Linked DNA regions of Danio rerio: region 2 is linked to region 1. Evidence: chromatin contacts called from public HiCAR-type data. All regions are on one chromosome and are shown on one strand. Each heading gives the region's core, a stretch centred on a gene start, on an enhancer-like site or on the middle of the called end of the contact. The rest is flanking DNA. Distances are from core to core; before and after follow the strand shown.

What was found. HiCAR-type assays count read pairs that join an accessible place to other places.
Region 2: a HiCAR-type map of caudal fin shows a contact between it and region 1, with 3 times the contacts expected there. The contact joins two enhancer-like sites. A contact is called at or near these places in 2 of 18 Hi-C or Micro-C datasets (caudal fin and an unstated tissue) and 1 of 4 datasets of contacts at active chromatin or transcription factors (caudal fin).

The regions. Positions count from the first base shown.
Region 1 is chr6:31,178,747-31,181,750 of GRCz12tu, forward strand. All of the region lies in intron 8 of lpp (LIM domain containing preferred translocation partner in lipoma), which reads left to right. The region is part of intron 2 of LOC141386288 (a long non-coding RNA gene); the gene reads right to left. Among named protein-coding and RNA genes, the nearest start is that of tprg1, 77 kb to the right of the region's middle. Within about 2 kb of position 1,310, at least 7 of the 62 cell types and tissues checked have an H3K27ac peak or open chromatin away from gene starts, as enhancers often do.
Region 2 is chr6:31,241,446-31,244,474 of GRCz12tu, forward strand. No RefSeq gene overlaps it. Among named protein-coding and RNA genes, the nearest start is that of tprg1, 14 kb to the right of the region's middle. Within about 2 kb of position 1,691, at least 15 of the 62 cell types and tissues checked have an H3K27ac peak or open chromatin away from gene starts, as enhancers often do.

The DNA of each region.
Region 1 (3,004 bases), core at 60-2,559:
TTTGATTATTTTAAGACATGGATATGTGTAGTTTTAAAACTTTATACAATACTCAAAACACTCACTAACTTTATGGTAGTTAATTCTATATAACTGAATGATTTTATGTACACTCTATAATGCAATGTCTTTGTTTCTGCATGTAAAGGCCAAACCACACACTCATCAAACACATTTTGCAAACCCACACAGGCTGTTCAGCTAACTGAAATGTCAGTTTTGTAGTCAATGAATCATCCATTCAAAGCAGCCAGCTGACCTTTGACCTCTCAGCTACACTTAGCGAGGACTTGGTTTTCTTTGCCTTTTTTGATATAAATTCAGCTCATGATCATGATCATTACAATCATCCAAGTGATTTCGTTTGGTCTATACGGTCATATTGTCATCACATGCTTTCATTTGGATTTTTGAATGAGAATATAAATAAATGCATACCTTCGGAGCTGACAGACAATCAAACAGTTCTATGCGAAGCACTACATGATATATTTATGACGACTCAGAGCATTGCTCAAGAATTAAGTATTAAAGCCTTTTGGTTTTAAAACTATTTTGATTTGGGAAGATGTTTAAGGTTTCTAAGGTAAAAGGTTTCAGAGAGACTGAAGGGTATACGCTTTTAATATTCTGTGCAAAACAAATCTATGCCACCAAGCAAACCGAGAATCATGTAAAATTGATAAAGCCTCCTATCAAAGAAGACATCCAGTAACTTCAGAGTGTTTTGCTTAAATACACATTGAGCATAGAGCTCATGTGATTTACCTTCATGAATATCAGATTTAGCTTCTTTAGTTCTTTTATTTAGTCCTTCAAATGAGTGTCATTATTAGTGACATTCCAGGCTGATCATGTCACTTTTCACTCATTCTTTGTGACTGAAACATCTCTATTTTTCGTAAATGCACTAGAAACAAGTTGTCCAGCTATAGGACAGTGTGTGTTGCTCTTCCTGAAAGAGAAAAGTGTCTGAAAGAAAGATAGATAGATAGGAATAGGGAGTGTTTGGAGCACTTTGTCAGGAAATTGAAAAAGCAACAAGAGAAAAGAAGAGGCTACAATTGACTTCAGTGCTCTCCACTCACCCTTTTGCTCAGAAAGAAGCTGTCTGACCTAAATTCATTCTACCTCATCTGCCTAGACGTTTGTTTAGCCTTCTGGGCAAACACTTAGAGAAATGTATGAAGCTGAAAAAAGAGGAATATATGTGAATATATTACTTTCTGGATGCGGAGAAGAGTGAACAGAGAGCATGAGTAGACGTCTAGTGCCCTCTAGTGGCTCTCCGTCTCATTATTGTTCCACCAGTGGAGCCATTAGTGGTGCTCTGCACAGATTTTCCTAAACCATCTTTGAAAGTTATTACCGGACAGTAAATCCACAGCATGTAAATCAAAACTGCTTTGACGTCAGAATAAAAGCCGTGCTGGGGAAGAGAGGTCTGACTGACCCAGACTTCACTGTCACGCCGTTCCTACGATGACTCTGGCACAACGCATTGTGTGAAATCTGCTCTGAAGTGTGAAAACGGACTGTTTTTGAATGTTTCTGTAAGCAGCAGGGATCCAGACTCCGGGTTCAAGTCCTTTAGAAGAGCACAGAGGCTCAGGTTAATCGTTTGACTGTGTTCCTGAAGGCTATACAGACTGCCTGTCTTTCTATATTTCCCCCTCCCCATTCAGAGTTATGAGACGAGCCCCAAGGGTTCTCAGCAGCAAGCTTATTAAAGGCTTTATCCGTTTCCAGGATTTGCAAAGGATTGTGAAACGGACATTGTTTGTACACAAGCGTCGCTCTGGGAAATAATGTTAATTTTTATTATAATCATGGAAGAAATGACACAAATTGTTTTCGTGTCTACCTAAAGCCTTTCCAAGGCTGGGCGATCCCTCGGCAGTCAGTCTTTTCTGACACATTGATCTAAAACCGAGTTGATCTAAGGATGATGAGTGGATTGCAGGAGCTCGGGGTCAAGTCTTCTGACCCCCACCTCAGCTCACTGGTGAACCGAGAGCATGGGAAATGATCCCAGTGCATAGGCAGTGCAAACAGGGTTTGGCTGCGTTGAGACATGGGACTCTTTCCAGTAAATTCTGTCCATGCAGCTGAAAACTCTATATACTACAGATCTGTTTCAAAACCTAGTGAGTTGCCTTTTATGGCAGCTTCCTAACATCATAAGTGACAGATTTGGAACTGTACAGTACATTGGCAAGAACATCATCACATGTCACATAACCGTCGTTCCTCACACAGGAAGATTTGCACAGGAGATTTACGGGAGTGGATTTCAGTAGTTTGTTTTTAGCATGTTGCTAAGCTAGCAGCGCAGTAGCCAAGTAACCACAAAGTCTTTTCCTAAACAAATATTACGTCTGTTCTTTTTAGTATCGAATGAAATATGACTTCATTTTAAACATTTCTCTCACTTTATCCACCATCTTTGGCTCGTTCCATGTGTTGCCTTGAAATGTTGGCTTTGTAGATTGTTTTTAATAATGTACAAACTGAGATTAGAGTGCTGATATGTCAATAACTTTGCAAAACACCCAAACAAAAAAAGTCAATTGAGAGTAGGCTATGTGGGCTGTCTTATATCATGTGACCCTGGACCACTGGACTCTGGACATCATTAGTGTCAGTTTTGGAAATTGAGATCTGAAAGCTGGAAAAAATTCCTTTTCAGTGATGTATTTATTAAGATTATACAATATTGGCCTATATCTGAAATCTAAATACAGATAAATAAATGTTTAATGTTGTGCAAATTAAGTTCTTAGCAATAAAAAGTTGAGTTTTTATGTTTTTACAGTAGAAAATTTACTGCAAATGTACATGAAACAGGATTTTTACTTAATATTTTAGTGATTTTTGTCATAAATATGAATCATTTTGACTTATACAATGTATTTTTGAATATTGCCAAACATTTTCCCATGGAACATTCTGATTTTGTGGACCAGGGTAACATATTACTGTGTTGATAAAGTTTATAAATCAT
Region 2 (3,029 bases), core at 441-2,940, 63 kb after region 1:
TTAGCTGACTGATTAAAGATAAAGCATCATAAAGAATCGGTCAGACATTTAATCAAATTGGACTGCCCAAATGCAGTTAGGTCACAATGTCAAAAATATATAGCTAGGTGAGAGTATCGCTTCGCTGTACAGTTAGTTACCACAGCCCATGCAATCATCCAGCTTTGTTACATACTCCAGCTCTCCACACTCATAAGAAGACCAGGCTCAGTGAAGCGGAATGCAAGTGGGCAACCAGGCTGAAAATGTACTGTAATCCTATAGGCATTGTGTGGAAAAACACAAGAATCCACCGTTAACTCTAAATGAGCCAAATTCAAGTCCGTTCAAGCCAACCAACAACTGAAAACATTGTTAGGAGTAGCTCCATATGGAATTTTTGACAGGAATGAAAATGATGTTTTCAAGTAAAGAAGTAGGCCTACTGGAGAGCTTGATTAGTTGGTTCAGGTGTGTTTAATAGGGGTTGGAACTAAAATATGCAGGATACTGGCCCTCCAGGACCGAGTTTGGGCATCCCTGCTTTATTGAAACCATTAGAAGAAATTTTTGGACTATCAAGGGTTCTGCCGTGTCTGTGCTGACTTGTGCTTGTGGAAATGTACAATTGACTCCAGTACAGAAGAACAGTTTTTTTAACCATTATTTAAACACAGATCACCTCAAATTGAAGCAAACATAGCAAAGTCTATTTCTTTGCATGTCGTTCATGTGTTTCCCAACAGCAGGTGCAGGTATGTTTGTGTGGTTTCTTTCACTGCCATGCACACATCGAATTTAACAGCAAGACAAGTGCAGAGGTGTATGGCACCATCTGGACACAGAAAGAGGGTCAGTACACTCAGATAACCTCAGGGTAAATACACATCTCACAGCAAATCACCAATGAATGAAAAATAGAGCTTTTTAAAAAAGAAACTTCCCTCAAAATCCCTTCAAAAAAACACAGCTGTTAATTGCTCTGTGCCTCCTACAGCACCTGACTAACAAGAGGGATTTCTTTGGCTTTGTTTGTTTACTTCAGGCCAAAAAAGGTCAAGTGAAGCGGAGACATATTATATAGGCCAGCGCAATGAGGCAGCCAAAGTGAAATGAGGCAGAAATACAAACCTTAAGACGGATTAAAGTAGATCCGATCAAAGTTTTTAGGACTTCTTGAAAAGGGTCAGAATGTCACTGCGTCACCCAGAGCTGACATTAAAATATGCTGTGGTTACAGCAATGTTGTGCTTTATGCAAATCACATGTGCCACACAGCATAGCTTTGTTGTATTTGGGACAAAAGCGGCCCGATATTCGACAAAATGTGTGGCCTCTAAGGTCAAACCGGGCCTATGATATTAAATCGTTCATAACAGATCAGCACTGGGAGGATGATATATACAGTACTTTGTAATTTTTTTCTGCCTCATCAAAGCTTATTTTCATCATCGGATATTCTTAAGGGCAGGGATTAATCATCATCAGGGATTTTCATTAGAAATGTAAAGATATGTACTTCGTGGATAGATTTGTTTGACCCATGTCCCCCACAGCACAGTCCATTCCAAACTTCTAATAATAATCAGACCAGATCATCTCAGCGGAGGCCTGATCCATTCAGGTCAATGAGAGTCAACAGTATATTAGTAGCAGCGGCACTGTAAGCCTCAGAGGCTGCTCAAGCGTTCCCTCTCCAGAGTCTGCTTAAAGAATGAGTCAAAGCTGTGAGAACACTGCCACCCTGTGCCCGATGCAGAAACTGCTCTCAAACTGTTTTCTGTTTCATTCGAATGTAGTAGAATTAGGAACTCTGTTTTTAGATCTTTGATTAGAGCCTTTGGCAATAGGTCAGCATAATATTAATAAATAATAAAAATAAAAAATAAATAAATATAATATTAATAATACTAATAATAATAATAATAGGCAACACGGTGGTGTAGTGGGTAGCACTGTCACCTGACAGCAAAAAGGTCGCTGGGTCAGTTGGCATTGGAGTTTGCATGTTATCCCTTGGGTTTCCTCCAGGTGTTCCGTTTTCCCCCACAGCTCAAATACTTGTGGTAGGCTATAGGTGAATTGAATAAGCTAAATTGGCCATAGTGTATGTATGTGAATGCAAGAGTGTTTGGGTGCTTCCCAGTGCTGGGTTGCGGCTAGAAGGGCATCTGCTGCGTAATAACACATGCTAAATAGGTAGGCGGTTTATTCCACTGTTGATTAATAATGGGAAAAAAGCTTAAAAGAAAATAAATAAATGAATAATAATAATAATAATAAATATATAATACCTGATTGCATGTTTTTGTGAAATATCATGACAGAAATTTGTATAATGACAAGTGTATGACACAGGTATTACAAGGAGAATGTGACTTATGAGGACATTGCCTATACCATGCCTATTTTTCAAAAGACATAAATCTTTTTTTTTTTCTTCAGAAAGTAAATATGCACATAATTTCCTTTGAGGGTTGGATTTAGAAATAGGCTTGGGGTTGGGGCTAAAAAACAGTTTAAACAGTATAAAATCAATGGCATCCTATAAAATATCCCCCCAAAAATGAGTGTTTGTGTGTGTAGCAGATTAAAAAAAAAAAAAAAACAGGTAGCTGTGGACTTGATTAAAGGCATTTTTAAAAAGTAACATCATTCATTCATTCATTTACTTTTCAGCTTTGTCCTTTTATTAATCTGGGGTCACCAGAGCAGAATGAACTGCCAACTTATCCTGCATATGCTACCCACAGCATCACCCTAAAAAGTAACCTAGTAAACTTTAACATTGGGTGGCCTAATGACATGAGCATCATTAAATTAGTAAATTAAAAGCAAAACTTTTTTGAGTGAAAAACCTTACATCTTTAAATCTGCTGTGATGCCTTTTGGTCACGAATTACACATGCACATTTCAGTAATCCAACAGATCAAATGTTAAGGTGTTTACATGCCAGACAGAACTGGGGTAATAATTCTCCAAAATATGTCTGTGCTGATCGGTTTATGCTTAAGCTGTTTATGAAGGTTTAACACATTTATGACCACAC